Linked DNA regions of Mus musculus: all the other regions are linked to region 1. A link is a contact called in public Hi-C, HiChIP or PLAC-seq and promoter capture Hi-C data. All regions are on one chromosome and are shown on one strand. The core of a region is the stretch at or near the end of the contact, and the rest is flanking DNA. Distances in the headings are between cores, read along the strand shown.

Region 1 (3,698 bases), core at 677-3,176:
GTATCCCAAATGCTAGAATGAATTCTAAGTTAGGCAAACACTACTATCTACATATTTCCTGAATTCATACAAACACACTTGCTTAATGACGCTATATGACTTGGGCTGAGACTGAACAATTTGGTTACTGCAAGTAGCTACTTGGCATTTAAGTGTCTGGAAGTTCTTGAAGAAAAATATTGAAAGCTCAAATTAAACAATAGCTGTGGTACTTAAATAGTCTTAAATTTTTCAATTGTTAGCCAAAAAGGGTGAGGAGTGGGGTTTGAATAAGGTCACATGAGTGTGAGGAGATTTATTTTTAAAAGAAATGGTCTGTTGTGTTCATCTAGTGTCACTAGCAAACCCAGGGGGCACAGAAGTACAAACCCAGCAACACTTGTAAGACCTAGGTGCTCAGCCCCCTGCTATCAATCAGAAAGACACAGCTAAGGAAAGATCCCACTTGTCTCTTTCTAAACAGCACAAGGCATAGCTAGGTGGAGCAATCAGGGCACATTGTAAACGTGGTGCATCACACAGAGCCAGGTAATGTAACCAGTCATGTGCTGGGCTCCTCAAACTTGTAAGTATTTTAATAGATGAATATGGGTAGCTGTAGGGGAAAACAGTAACATTACCTTAGAAGGTACAGATTGCATTTTTGTGCATTAGCTCACTGCCTGCAAACTACCTTGCTCTAATTTAGTCTCTCCTGAAAAACAATTCTTTTTCCATCTTGCAGATTTAATCCTGAACATTTTACTATGTTGAGTGTAGTAGCAACTTTAAAAAAAAAGTGTTTTGCCTGGGGGGGGGGGAGTGAGAAAACTTCAAAAACCACTGTTTCTGCAATGCTGATTCCAAGTTCCTAATATAAAGCTAGAGCAAATAAAGATTGCTACAGTAACCACACTTTGAACAAGTGTCTTTCAAAACAATGACGACGGAGCCATAATATTTTCTACAGGGTGAGCAGCTGATGTACCTGCAAACATCTTCTTTTCTTTTTTCCAGTTTGCTTTATAAACCTTGGAATTTGCGATCCCAGGCTAATTTAAAGAGGGAGACAAGCAATTCTCGGGCTTAAAAAGGATTGACTCGGCATTTACTTTTTTAGCCAAAGAAGGACGTTCCCCCATTCCAGGCCACCAGACAATTTGGTGTCAACTTGCTATGGTGGGAAATGCGACAAACTCCAAGAGCTCTCAAGACAAGGAAGCAGCTCTTAGCACCAGCTGCTTCCCACACTCCTGCAGCATCAGGACGCGGCGCTTCGGAGCTCCCCACGCCGCCTTCCGGGCAAAGGCCAGTACACCCTTCCCTGTCTGGGGAAACTGAGGCACCGTGACAAGAACGATCCACAGCTGGGCGAAGAGCCCTGTCTCTGCGTGGCATCCTCCTTCTCCCGGGAGATTGGGAAGGCTCTGTGCTAACGCGCTGTGGACAGCGCGCCCCTGGCCATCAGAAGGTTGTGGCACGAGCCTTGGACGCGACTGTCCCCAACCCGCCGGTCTCCGCCCTGCATGTACTTCCAGCATCCTGCGACCAGCCACGAGCTGGGAGAGCAGGGCACCTCCAGGCGCGTAGCCTCGCCAGCCCAGGCGTCCGAAAGTTCTGCAGCTCGGGCGGCCGCTGACCACAAACCCGGTGCGAGGCTCCCTCCTACTGTAGCCCGCCGCCCAGGCTCGCCCGCCCAGTGCCCTCACTGACCTGACACCGCTGCGCCACTCGGGTGGTCGCCGTGCACCTCTCGCCATGGCCACCCGGGGAGCTCTGCAGCACCGAGCGTGTACCAACCTCCTCCGCCGCCCGCGCCTCTTCTCGATGCGGGTTACGAGCCCCGCCGCCGGGAGCCGGAGCTTCCCACCTACGGGCTCCAGAGCCGGCGAGAGCCGAGCATGCCCAGTGCGGCTCCCGGCGGCGCCGAGGTCCGGTGCACTCTGCACAACCGGGTTTTCGCCGCAGCCGCGGCCCGGGGCGGGCCGCTGCGGGTGGTGGGCTCCGCCCACCCCGGGCTGGCCCTGCAGTCTGCAGGGAAGCATCGTGCTCAGAGAGCCCGGCCTCTGGGCGGGACCGGGCGGCCACTGGGCGGTGCTCCCGCGCTCCACCCTGCCTCTTCCTCCAGACTCAGTGGTGCTAGGGCAGCGTGACTGGTAATTGTGGGGAGGCAGGGCGCTGCCGGCGTTGTCACCTCAACTTTCCGGAGCGTCGCGTCTCAGTGGCGTTCAAGGACACGCAGGCAAAGGCGTCTTCGAATGTCATCTTGGATGCCACGGGCAACCAGCCTACCCACGCATTAACCAACCTAGTCTCTAAGGCTGTCTTGTCACAGCACCTCGCGAGCAGGAGCATATGGGGCCTCCTAGGCGGCCGGCCGCGCTGTCACAGCAAAAGCACAGTGGACGCCTCGAAGTGGCACGACAAGACACAGCAGGGTGTTTGCGGTGGATTCTGAGTGGTGTGGTTCCGCGAAAATTTATAAAACTGCCCCTTAAAATTATTTGCAGTTTCGACATTCTCTCTAAAGAGCAGTTAAGTTGTTCTGATGAGAAAAAATAAGTATTCTAAAAATATTTTTACCACCTACATAAGTTTTCTGTGAACAGTCCTGCAATATTAGTGGATCTCTCCCCTGCCATCCCACACGCATTTAAATATTATGTACCTATCATCTATCTTTCTGTCTGTCTATCTATCTATCTATCTATCTATCTATCTATCTATCTATCTATCTATCTATCTATCTATCTATCTATCTATCTATCATTCTATCTATCTATTTAAGGGAGATCTTGTCAGTTTCTGGGACAGTGACCAAGCTCTTCTTCCCTGGCTCTTCTATCCTGGCCCCCTCCGGCCACGCCCCACACCGTGTTTTTTTTTTTTTTTTTTTTAAGAAGGGTAGCCCCGCCCCCACACCTATGTTGGTCATAGGCTGCTGGAAAAACACGGAGAGTTGGATTAAGCAAATTAACGCTACTAAAGTGGCTCAGGCTGTCAGACCCCGCGTATTCCACTCTGAGTTAGGAACAGCTGTCAAGATGACAGGAAGCTGTTAACGGGATAGCAGTCGACCTCCTTCTCTGTGACTGACAAACCCAGAGGCAAAGTATTGTCTGTGACCTCAAGCCCTGAGTTCCGCCGCAGAAGTGGCTGCAGGCAACTGAGCATGCTCTGAACAGTGCCAGACTGCTGCACGTGGTTGCCTCTGGCATCTGGCTGCCCAAGGTTGAGGAACATCAAGACACCAGAGCTCAGAAGACAGGAGGAGGGAGCTGCCCTTACAGCAAGCAATAGCATGGGTACGTGGGACGAACGGACGAACGCTGGTGCAGAGGGATTTATGTGCCAATGGATGCACGGGCTCTCGTTTCTAAGCATATCAAAACCTAGTCCTTCTCCAAAAGCCTGAGAAATGGAAATCATACTTGAACATTAGTTTCCATAGCATCTTAGCTCAACGAACCTCCCTGCCTCTTTCAAAAACCTAATCCGTTCAAGTTTTCAGTAACCATTCTGTACAGTTGTAGCTGAGAACCACACGGAATCTGTCTCCCTTTGTTCCAGTCAGTCATGTGTATTCTTGTAAAGTATTTTGGTATTCGCTTTGGTTCTATTTCTTTTCCTACCCACTCCTTTTTATTTTTTCCTGTCGCAAACCTGCAGAATACTCCCGTTCTATCTTAGAAATACTCGCTGCAGCATGCTTGTGTGTT
Region 2 (3,698 bases), core at 411-2,910, 210 kb before region 1:
CACTTCCCAGGCCATCCAGCCCCTGTGGCTGGCCTGCAGAAAGCCAGCTTCCAGTCACTCAGGTCCCCTTAGCCTCGTGAAATGAAAACACTAGAGGCTTATACTATACCAGCCAGATTTATAACGGTAAATCTTCAATCCCAAAATGCCCGTGCAGAGAACACAGAACTCAATTAATATAAATACAAGTGCACACCTCGGTTGGGCAAATGTATCCCACACTACTCTATTGCCTATCTATGAAATCCCCAGCTCCTTATAGCTCCTCCAGGCCAGGTGGGTCTGCTCCATCTTAATCTCCTCCCTCTTTCCCCTCTCTAAAACTTTCAGCTCCGCCTTTTCCTTCAGATGTCCAGTCACAGGCTCTAGCCTTATCTGACCAATTAAGATTTTCACCTGAGTGTGTGATCTACTTCTTATGTGGCACTCCTCTTGAGGGAGCAGAAAATACAAACAGCAATCCACAACATATTTGTGTTTATATTATGCATATGTAGTTGAGCAGAGCAATAGATTACATGGCGATGACAACAGGAGAAGGCATATGTATATGTGTATGTGTATGTGTATGTGTATGTGTATGTGTATGTGTATGTGTATGTGTATGTGTATATGTATATGTTCTCCATTCTTCACAGGCCGTATTAGAGATTTCCCTGTCTCTCCTGCTTTAAATAAACAAGGCACGGGAGAAAAGCATGCTCATTGTGGCTACTCTTCAGCTAGTTCATATTTTATGGGTTTTGTTTGCACATTCATTTTCCAGTCTCGTTCATGTTATAAGTTTGCCTAATGAAGTTTCCTGTTACAAACCTCAGATCTAATTGGATCTCAGAAGTTTTGATTTAGTGGCAGCCACAGAAATAAAGTTAGGTTTGGAAGTTTGTCTTTTGAAGTCCTCTGTCATTAAAGCACATCAATGATAGCTGACAACATTTTCAGTGATTACAGCATAGAATCCGAGCTAAAGGTTCCAATTGTGTTTTCGATGCACCGTGTGTGTGTGTGTGTGTGTGTGTGTGTGTGTGTGTGTGTGTGTGGTCCTTGTATTCTATTATTACTGGGATAAAACCCGAGAGCCTGACTTTAGTTCCACAATAACTTCATGCTGTTTCCTTTGAAGCATCTTTCTATTTATTCTGACTTACTATAAGGTTTTGTTAACGTGGTGGCTGATGCATCCTTTGAAATGATACATTGGCTTTTGACTTAAATCTGTACTTAACGCTATAGAATAACAGGGTCCAGGTTTGGGAGTTGGGTTCCTCGACTCCACTGTGATTACAATTCACCCGTTCGTATGAATGGATGCTTCTGGTCGATGAAGGGCCTAATCAACCACAACTCCTCCCTGAGACTCAGAGAGCTAACAAGCTAACATTACAAACTGCACAAGACCTGTGATACAGGGCAGAGTGGATAATTTGGGTGTGCTTTTGTGTTTTTAGTTTCGTTCGTTTGAATGGCTGCCATTCATTATATACTTTATTAGGGTTGTTTATAAAGTGGTAAAACTAAGTAGCTGAGATTTTCCAGTCCTTAGTTCAGGGACACCGCCTTCTCCAGAATAGCTGACATGTCCTCACTGGAACCCGTATTTCTGTTGCCTATTTCCTTTGTCCTGCCCCATTGCTACTAGGCAAAACCCCATGTAACTCACCTCTGTGATCTGCCCGGGCCTGTTCTCCGTCCTTCCTTCCACAGTTGCAAAACTGACAGCCAGCAGATGGATTTGAAACTCTCTAGTAGAATCATATGGTTCTCAGGATAAAGCCAGAAGTTCTCTACAGACCCCAGAAGACTCAGACCACCTGTCCTCACCCACAGTGCACTGTGCTGTAGTGCATTGTGCTGTAGTACTGCCACTGATGGACAATCAGCCTCGCTCTGCCTCAGGTCCCCTCTATCTGGAATCCTCTTAATCCTGGATGGCTCTGCACTACCCATGCAGCAGAAGCCCATTTGAATATCCCTTCCTACAGCAAGCAGGAACCTAAAGCCTCTAGGGTGAGTTAGTGTCCCTGGTTTTAACACATTATATTTCTCCACAGTAGACTGTGTCATAATTGCAATTGAACAATTCTGAAAATATTTTTGCTATTATTTCAACTATTACAATATTTGCAATTGAGCAAATAATAAAATTATTTACTTTTTTTTTTTTGTCCATGTTGGGGAAATTAGAGTATGGTTTCTACTGAAGGTCCTTAAAAAGTCTTTTTGTTTCTATTGAAGGCTTTAAAATTTTTTTTCTACCAATGCCGCTCCAGAGGTTGAGCCAGGTGCCTTGATTATAGTGTTCATTAAATGAATATTTGTTGAACAGATGAGAAGCTAAGGAAGCTGGAGTTTAAACACAGTTTTGAATATGCTCTTGCTTAATGCTATTAAGTGAATGAAATGGTAACATGAGCTGGAGTAAGTCAATTCCAGGTGGGTTTCACCTGGGACCTGTATAAACAGTTGGCGTCTCAGGCTCTGTCTTAAAAAACACTGGTGCCTTCTACACTGAGGCCAAGAGCCTGACAACATAGCAATGATTGTAGGTGACAAATTTGGGAAGCTGTGGGCCAGTTGGTGGTAGGAAGCATGCTTTTGAAAGCAAGCCCCTAAATACAGGCCTTTTGGATGATGACCTGGACCTACCAGTGGCATCACATCTCTGGTTCCTGATTTGCCAAGGTATGACCAGCTATGTCAGAGTCCTGCTGCCCTCTCTTCCCCACAACAGTGGACTGTATTCCCTGAACCATGAATAAAACAAACCTCTCTTCTATTAAGCTGGATTTTTGGTTGGGTATTTAGTCACCAAGATATACAAAGAAAGATGGTACCACATGATGTTGATTCAAAATGAATGTAGAAAGAAACAAAATCCAGGAGCAAAATATTAAAGTTTTTATTCTTCATTTAATTTTCTTCTACTGGATGTAAAACCTCTGGGCTTTTGCTTTAATGGGATTAGAGTAGAGGAAGAATTTGGCTGAGGAAATGTGTTGCTTCTTGCTGGCCTGCCTGTTAGTGATTTTTGTTTTATTTTTGTTTTTTAGAAGTGTTATAAATACACTTTCTTTTGGTCCCTTTGAAAAGTTTTTATAGCCGGGCGTGGTGGTGCACGCCTTTAATCCCAGCACTTGGGAGGCAGAGGCAGGTGGATTTCTGAGATCGAGGCCAGCCTGGTCTACAGAGTGAGTTCCAGGACAGCCAGGGCTATACAGAGAAACCCTGTCTCAAAAAACCAAACAAACAAACAAACAAACAAACAAACAAACAAAAAAAACCAAAAACCAAAAAAAACCCCCCCAAAAAACAACAAAAAAAGTTTTTATATTGTAACTATCTAGACAAATTACCATCTAAATTAAGCATCCATGAAGAAATCAATTCACTATCTCTAAGCTAAATTCCATATAGCCATTATTGCTTTCAAGCTTTCATGAGACTACCAGGTCTGTGGCCCTTGGGACTAATAATTCGATTTGTCCCATGTTTGCTGATTGTAGGTTAAGTAAACCTATTAGAAGAGCCAAATTGACATAGATGGTCATGTTTGAATCACCATTGTCAGTAATTTTGTTCTATAATACATTCCTGTTTGAGGTTTTGCATTCTGAGGTATGCTTAATTAGAAAACTATTGCCACTCTAGGCTTCCACATTAATACTCTTTAAAAAATCAAATCTTAGTTTCCTCTGAGT
Region 3 (3,698 bases), core at 797-3,296, 180 kb before region 1:
TGTCTTAGATATACATGTGCTATGGATAGCTAAACTTTCTTATGATTTTTTTTAGAATTTTTTTATACTTGCCTTGTATATCTACCTTTCTTTTCTGGGGGTTTAATTACTTTTATTTATCTAGTATTTTAAAAATGTCACGGTCACCACTGCAGGATCTTGAATTCTCTGTAGATTAAATGTGCCGACCTTGGCCATTTCTAGATCTTTATGATGGTCAAGGAGTCCCTGTAAAGGAAATTAAATCTTTTGAAGAGGTCAGAATGAGAAAGTTATTCCTTAGAGACTACAATTCCAAAGACCTTTGGCCAAGTTACTCGAGGTGACAGCAACCAGCATCCAGGGCAGCAAACCAGTAGGCAAAGAGACTGTAGGGATGCTAACCAGTGGGAGAAGGAATTGGTGCCACAAGCACAGAGCCCCACACCTAGTCAGGCCTTGTGCAAGGAGAGGGTAAGGTTGGTTTATTTATTTCTCCAATAGCTTTTCTCAAAAAGATAAGGCCTAAAATAGTTGCTACTTCCTTGGAGTACTTGATGCCCTGATGGCTGAGTCTTTATAGTTTCTGGTAGCCATGACAGTTTGAACCTGGCCGCTCCTCTGAAGGAACTTTATCCTCAAGAAATGAAGATAATAAATATTTGGCCTATTCTTACCACACAACAAAAACTATCTAAATCTTAGGATTTAAAGGAAAGTATCTTTGAAAACTGTTTTTGAATGTGTTAATGAATTGGCCAAAGAATCATGTCTAGAAAGAATTAAACTAAAGTGATTGTTATAACTTGGATGTAATTGGTTTTCCTTCATGAAGAATTCAGCTAAGCCTCACATTCATAAACAGAACAAATAGAGTCAGATATTTGTGTTACATATATCTACAATTTTGAAAGTATGAGGATGATCTAAGATTCCAGGCATGGTCTGGTGAATTGGCTCAATGGTTAAGTAAGCATTTGCTGCTCTTTCAGGGGACCTTGATTCCCAGCACCCATATGTGTCTCATAGCCATCTATACCTCTATTTCCAGGGGATCTGACACCGATGTCTGACCTCTGAACACCCGGCACATACCTGGTCCACATGCACACATGCACATGCAGGTAAAACACTGATACACACACACACACACACACACCAGTAAGTTTTTCTAAAAGTCTAAAACTGTAGCTATGCTGAAAATATTTAACATCACAATTTATTTAGAATTTTCTTTCTACCAACAATTGTTTAACTTTAACTTTTGTAAACAAATGTTTAACTCTTTTTAGGGATAGAAAAATGTATCTCTATGTAAATATTTCCATATATGCCTGGGGGTTTGTAGACATCTCAAAGCACACACATTCAGTTAAGACCTTCTCAATTATGTAGTATTTGGGCTAGAGTTAAACCCACCATATTATAATAATTATATAAGGTATTATAATAATACCTTAGGTATCTGAGGGTAGTTTTAACTAATGGCACCTTCATTTCCCTCCCTCACCCCATTCTCAAAAAAATATAATTTGATAATGTCTAAGAAATGTTTACTCTCTGTCAGCTGAGGCAATGCCCAAATGTGTGAAATGCCTTTATATATAGATGTTTTCTAGTGTGGGTTCTGAGCACTGAGCTTTGTGCTTGTAAGACAAGCAGCTTTGTAAGGTCTGCAGACATACTCTGTAAGGGCAAGCTTTCTCTGTGCGAAAGTATGGTGGGAGCACACAGCTACACTTTCCAAATTTACCAATCAGTTAAGTGCTTCCAGTTCCCCATGGGACAAGAGAATAAGTAATGAAATGAGACTTGGGTAAGATCCCTCTGTGTGGAAACCAAGAAAGCATGGGACATTTTCCTTCAGCAGCACTGACTACAGAGGACAGACTTACATGTATGAAAATGGGGTCTAGACTGCTTTAAAATGTGCTATGAAAAACTCTCAACGGTGGTAATTCATACTCAGATCGCCTCTAGGGAATTATTGATGCTGGCAGCACAGTCCTCTTGACACAAGAGTCTTTTATGCAGGCTACTAATGAGAGGTTGTCCTTGATACCACTTGGTCTCCCTGGCAACATGGCTCTACCGTCACAGTTTAGAAGAGGCAAGCATCCCAAACCCATTGTCCTTTCAAGGAGAAATTCTCTGTCCGTTACCTTGGTATGACATTCTATAGCCCACATGGTGATGTTGTTCAGGGCTCTGCAGAAGGATGGATGGGTGGGCTGATATAAATCACAAACTGGTCAGATTTGTCGATCCAAAGCAATGCTTTTAGATGATATTTTCTGGGGTGAATGTATTGCTTAGATTATTTAACACTTAAAAATACTCCTACTTTCCAGAAATCATCATTTCTTTTTTCCTCTTGATGCTTGGCTTGTTCTCTTTCATATCAAAAGCCTTTCATCCTTTGTCCTATGCTTTGTGTCACTCATAAATTTAAATTTTCACGTCTTAAATTCTTTTCCTTCTATTTTACAATTAATTAATTAATTAATTAATTAATTAATGTTGCACCCAGATAAGAGGGTCTCTACATCTGTTTAATTCAGCTGTTGTGTGGAACCTCTTAGAGGACAGTTATGCTAGGATCTTGTCTACCAGCATAACAGTATTATTAATAGTGTCAGGGATTGGTTCTTGTCCATGGGATGAGTCTCAAGTTGCGCCAGTCATTGGTTGAGGCTCTGTGACATCTTTGCCCCTGCACATCTTGTAGGCAGGACACATTTTAGGTAGAAGGTTCTGTGGGTGGGTTGGTGTCCTTATCCCTCCACTGGGAGTCCTGCCTGGCTACAGGAGGTGCCCACCTCAGGCTCCATATCCCCCACTGCTAGGAGTCTCAGCTACAATCAGATAGACTCTCTGGAGCCTCTCCCATCCCAGATCTCTGGTACGTCTTAGAGATGCCTCTCCCCTTTTCCTTCTTTCTAATTATTACTTTCATTATGTTACTAAAAACCCAAGATACTGCATGAGAATCTGTGTTCTTATAGATATACCTTATTGTAGATGCAGTGGATCTGAAGTCTTAAATTCTTATTTCACTTGATTAGAGATTAGTGCTTCTGAGGTTAAAACAACCTACCTCTGGCTTGTTAGAGCCCAGGACCACTGTGTGATTTTGAGTCCTAGTGTCAGGATATCTAATCATGATTCAGAAGCAAACAATGTGTTGTGGATAATGTTCATGCTTGTTTGGAAAGACATTCCAGACATTCCACTTTTGTTGGGCTCCAAGCTCACTTGTTGGCTTCATGTCTGACAATCTTGTTTTTTGATTTTTTTTTTTTTTTTTTTTTTTTTTTTTTTTTTTGGTTTTTGAGACAGGGTTTCTCTGTGTAGTCCTGGCTGTCCTGGAACGCACTCTGTAGACCAGGCTGGCCTTGAACTCAGAAATCCGCCTGCCTCTGCCTCCCGAGTGCTGGGATTAAAGGCATGCGCCACCACCACCCGTCTTGTTTTTTTATTTTCCCCAGACTTCTAGCTTGCTTTCAAAGGCAACACAGTAGATTATGCCAAGAGGAGTAGGTTAAATGTATATGTTAGCAATGCTTTAACCTTTATAGTCTTAGTTTGACTTAGAAAAACATATTTTTATACAAGAGGGCACTGAAGCTTAAAAGGAAAATGTGGCATCATAAACTTTAACTCAGAACTATGCAATGTTGAAGTGAACTGTTGTGAGGAGTGGGTGTGGCAGCAGTCCC
Region 4 (3,698 bases), core at 843-3,342, 160 kb before region 1:
TGTTTTCCTCATTTTTCCCTTCAAATTGCTTTGACCCTGGTATTCCCCTCTCTGTTGCTCCTCCCTACCCCCAGTTGTTCCTTTTACTTTCTTGGTTTCTATGGTTACTCTAAATTATATACTCACATGTGAGGATTTGGACTGAGGAGTCAAAGATGGAGAGAGCATCAGACATTGAGCTTGGGCTGCCCATATACTTGTGGATGTGGGGTCACCCACTGCAGCATGGTTTTGCCAAGGGCCACACTCTAAAGAAAACTGATTCTCCCTCCCCCAGAGGTCATTAGCTGAGAGTAGCATCTCAAGGGTTGAGTCATGCATGCACCCCTCCTTTCTTGGACTTTTAAAGTAGTAATCTGATATTAATATAACTGCTTCTGCCTTATTTCCATGCACTAATTTGTATATTTTAGCTATTCCCTTGAATTCAAATATCCCATTTAAGGTCTTCTTGTAAACACCACAGGATTTCATTGCATCTTTTAACATAAGCATGAATGAATCATATTTGCTCTGGCTACTGCTGATATTATGCTTATTTCTATCATTTGTACATTTAGTTTTCTGTTTATACTTCTTACTTTTTCTTGGTTCTTCCTAGATTTATGCTTTATTCATTTTAATTACATTATCTATCTGTCTGCCTGCCTGCCTGCCTGCCTGCCTGCCTGCCTGCCTGCCTATCTATCTATCTATCTATCTATCTATCTATCTATCTATCTATCTATTTATCTATCTATCTATCTAGTGTGTATGTGTGTGTGGGGGGGGGGAGTACAAACATACCACAATGCACAAGTGGAGGTCAGAGTATGAATTGGTAGAATTTGTCTCTTTCCTTCCACTATGTGGGTCCCATGAATTGAACTTGGGCTGTTGGGCTTGGTGGGCTTTTACCCAGTGAGCCATTTCCCTGGACCATGATTGAGGTTTACCAAAGGCCTATGAAGATGATAATTCCATCTTTGACAATGAAGAGGCTGCCGTTTCACAACAAATGTGATTTCTGTCACAAGAGTAAAAAGTTTCTCTACTAGAATGATGAAGTCTCTTGAAGGCCACAGTCAGTTAACTTATAGAATCTAGTTTCCTGGAACTTGGCAGAACAGACAATTGCTATTGATTCTGGTAACATCATTTGATAGAGCAGTGAGTGGGCAGATTTACACTGGACAAAAAGGTATTTGGGATGGGTGATTATAGATCCAGCCAAGAGTAAGGAGTCCAACAAAATCCCACATAAGGAAATTTCTTTTTCATTTTGTATGACAATAATCAGGCCCACTATCTTGTCCAAGGGTGAGAACATGTGTGATTATGAATTCATTTCTCATCAGTTTTCCACAAAAGACTCCACAAGTTCCAAAGCCTTTGGGAGTATTGGCACTGGCAAGCTGGAAGTTGTGTGTCACCACAATGGGCTGCAGGCCTTCAACGATGGGAACATTTTCTATGATGCTTATTGCTTGGTTTCAGGGACCTGCCCACCACAGGTGCCTTAGCTGGCCTCATGATTGTGTTATGGTTTGAAGTCTGTGTAGATGAGAAAGGGGAGGGACCACATCTACAAAATTTTTTCTTTATCAGCTTGCAGAGGCCCACAGAGGCCCACAGAGGCTCACAGAGGCCCACAGAGGCCCACTGAGGACCATAGGAGCCAGGATCCAACCTCCCAAATGCTTGGGCAATGTTTAGCTGCTCCTTTTCAAGTTCCTGCTTCTGGATCATCTCCTCACAAGCATAGAATTATTGTTCCTGTTCCAGCCGCTGCTGCTTTTGTTGGGCAACTCCCTTTTCCCAACTCTTGCTGGATGGCCACATTCCAGTAAGTTCCTCTTCCTTTTTATTGTGTTCTTTTCTTGCTTAGAGTCTTTGGTATATCTTTTCAAGAGTTTAGTCTTTCAGTTCTTCTGCTTTGGGGAAAGCAGTATTCTGTCATTTCCTGACCACAACTTTCTTCTCAGGAGTGATAGTTGATTTGTAGTCTCAGTGTTTGGAAGTTTTCCAATGAACACTATAATATATTCGTTGTAGAGATAGGCATGTTCAATGTCGTCTTCTTCAGAGTACATGGATACCATGGGGATGATGTCAGCATCAGAACAAAAGTCGTTATGGGGCAGAATGTCACTGTCTAATTCAACAGCACTTGGGCAGAATGTCTTAATTTAACTCAACAGCACTCCCAAGTAGGGAAAGATTCCTCACCCAGTCTTGGGGTGGGAGAATGAGGTTCTCATGAACAGACCTTGGGCCAATAAATTCTTTCCTGAAGGATGACAGTTAGAGTTTCCAGAAATGATCTATTTTATATTCTATTTATAGATTTTTCCTCTTAAAGTGTATTTATATTTAAGAAAGGAAAACAAGAAGCACCCCTAGATGTTCATGTCCACACAATCTCTGCTTTTTTATAGTTCTACTAATACCTTGTGTCGATGTATTGTTTCCATTGTTACTGAAGATGAAAATTGACACATTATTAGGAGCTAGGGCCCATGGTTTCATGAGCATTCCTTCTGTGCTGCATGGTCCTCTGAGTTTTGGCAATCACAATGTCATGAATTCCCGACAACAGGGTTTTACAGAATAATTTCAGTCTTTATTTTTATTTTTATTTTTTGTTTAATTTTTTCTTTTTGTCTTTTTTCCTTTTTTATTGGATATTTTCTTTATTCATATTTCATATGTTATCCCCTTTCTTAGTTTCTTCCCCAGAAACCCCTTATCCCATCCTCCCTTCCCCTACTTCTATGAGGGTACTCCCCCATACACCCACTCCTTCCTCCTTGCTCTGGCATTCCCATACACTAGGACATTGAGCCTTCACAGGACCAAGGGCCTTTCCTCCCATGATGACAAGGCTATCCTCTGCTACTTATGCGACTGGAGCCATGGGTCCTTCCATGTGTACTCTTTGGTTGGTGGTTTAGTCCCTGGGAGCTCTGGGGTTGGGGGTCTGGTTGGTTGATATTGTTGTTCTTCCTATGGGGTTGCAAACTCCATCAGCTCCTTGGGTCCTTTTTCTAGTTCCTCCATTGGGCACCACATGTTCAGTCCAATGGTTAGCTGTGAGCATGTGCCCCTGTATTTGTTAGGCTCTGGCAGAGCCTTTCAGGAGACAGCTATATCAGTCTCCTGTCAACAAGTACTTCTTGGCATCCACAATAGTGTCTGAGTTTGGTGACTGTATATGGGATGGATCCCCAGGTGGGGCAGTCTCTGGATGGCCTTTTCTTCAGTCTCTGCTCCACACTTTGTCTCCATATTTCCTCATGTGAGTACTTGGTTCCCCCTAATGAGAAGGACTGAAGCACCCACACTGTGGCCTTCCTTCTTCTTGAGTTTCATGTGGTCTGTGAATTGTATTTTGGGTATTCTGAGCTTCTGGGCTAATATCCACTTATCAGTGAGTGCATACCATATGTGTTCTTTGTGACTGCGTTATCTCACTCAGGATGATATTTTCTAGTTCCATCCATTTGCCTAAGAATTTCTTGAAGTTATTGTTTTTAATAGCTGAGTAGTACTCCATTGTGTAACTGTACTACATTTTCTGTATTCATTTTTCTGTTGAAGGACATCTGGGTTCTTTCCAGCTTTTGTCTATTGTAAATAAGGCTGCTATGAACATAGTGGAGCATGTGTCCCTGGTTATACGTTGGAGTATCTTTTAGGTATATGTCCAGGAGTGATAT

The links. Promoter capture Hi-C pulls out the DNA fragments that hold promoters and counts their contacts. A called contact is a pair of places that touch in the nucleus more often than the background predicts. HiChIP or PLAC-seq counts read pairs in DNA pulled down with a chosen protein or histone mark.
Region 2: a promoter capture Hi-C map of embryonic stem cells shows a contact between it and region 1, with 3 times the contacts expected there. The contact joins the enhancer-like site here to the promoter of Mfap3l in region 1. A contact is called at or near these places in 19 of 39 promoter capture datasets (the 3T3-L1 cell line, the C10 cell line, the HPC-7 cell line and 9 more), 1 of 15 datasets of contacts at CTCF or cohesin (the NIH/3T3 cell line), 3 of 484 Hi-C or Micro-C datasets (bone marrow-derived macrophages, epidermal suprabasal cells and palatal mesenchyme), 11 of 115 datasets of contacts at active chromatin or transcription factors (embryonic forebrain, embryonic midbrain, embryonic stem cells and 4 more) and 3 of 9 other capture datasets (embryonic stem cells, macrophages and pancreatic islet).
Region 3: an H3K4me3 HiChIP or PLAC-seq map of neural progenitor cells shows a contact between it and region 1, with 6 times the contacts expected there. The contact joins the enhancer-like site here to the promoter of Mfap3l in region 1. A contact is called at or near these places in 10 of 39 promoter capture datasets (the 3T3-L1 cell line, the C10 cell line, embryonic stem cells and 4 more), 3 of 484 Hi-C or Micro-C datasets (the G1E-ER4 cell line, epidermal suprabasal cells and olfactory sensory neurons), 7 of 115 datasets of contacts at active chromatin or transcription factors (astrocytes, craniofacial prominence, embryonic stem cells and 4 more) and 2 of 9 other capture datasets (adipose tissue and embryonic stem cells).
Region 4: a contact with region 1 is called in a Hi-C map of neural progenitor cells, with 3 times the contacts expected there. The contact joins the enhancer-like site here to the promoter of Mfap3l in region 1. A contact is called at or near these places in 8 of 39 promoter capture datasets (the 3T3-L1 cell line, the C10 cell line, embryonic stem cells and 3 more), 8 of 484 Hi-C or Micro-C datasets (the G1E-ER4 cell line, embryonic stem cells, epidermal suprabasal cells and 5 more), 2 of 115 datasets of contacts at active chromatin or transcription factors (embryonic stem cells and microglia) and 1 of 9 other capture datasets (macrophages).

The regions. Positions count from the first base shown.
Region 1 is chr8:60,631,053-60,634,750 of GRCm38.p6, reverse strand. Mfap3l (microfibrillar-associated protein 3-like) reads right to left here and starts at 1,926. Exons shown (of 3, transcript NM_027756.5): 1 at 1,693-1,926. Gm34730 (a long non-coding RNA gene) reads left to right here and starts at 2,896. Exons shown (of 3, transcript XR_379010.3): 1 at 2,896-3,284.
Region 2 is chr8:60,840,518-60,844,215 of GRCm38.p6, reverse strand. No RefSeq gene overlaps it. Among named protein-coding and RNA genes, the nearest start is that of Hpf1, 48 kb to the left of the region's middle. Within about 2 kb of position 1,660, at least 16 of the 459 cell types and tissues checked have an H3K27ac peak or open chromatin away from gene starts, as enhancers often do. A contact at or near this core is called in embryonic stem cells, where this site is marked.
Region 3 is chr8:60,809,474-60,813,171 of GRCm38.p6, reverse strand. No RefSeq gene overlaps it. Among named protein-coding and RNA genes, the nearest start is that of Hpf1, 79 kb to the left of the region's middle. Within about 2 kb of position 2,046, at least 22 of the 459 cell types and tissues checked have an H3K27ac peak or open chromatin away from gene starts, as enhancers often do. A contact at or near this core is called in neural progenitor cells, olfactory sensory neurons and stem cell-derived neural progenitor cells, where this site is marked.
Region 4 is chr8:60,790,770-60,794,467 of GRCm38.p6, reverse strand. It overlaps the pseudogene Stambp-ps2. Among named protein-coding and RNA genes, the nearest start is that of Gm45650, 73 kb to the right of the region's middle. Within about 2 kb of position 2,092, at least 9 of the 459 cell types and tissues checked have an H3K27ac peak or open chromatin away from gene starts, as enhancers often do. A contact at or near this core is called in neural progenitor cells, where this site is marked.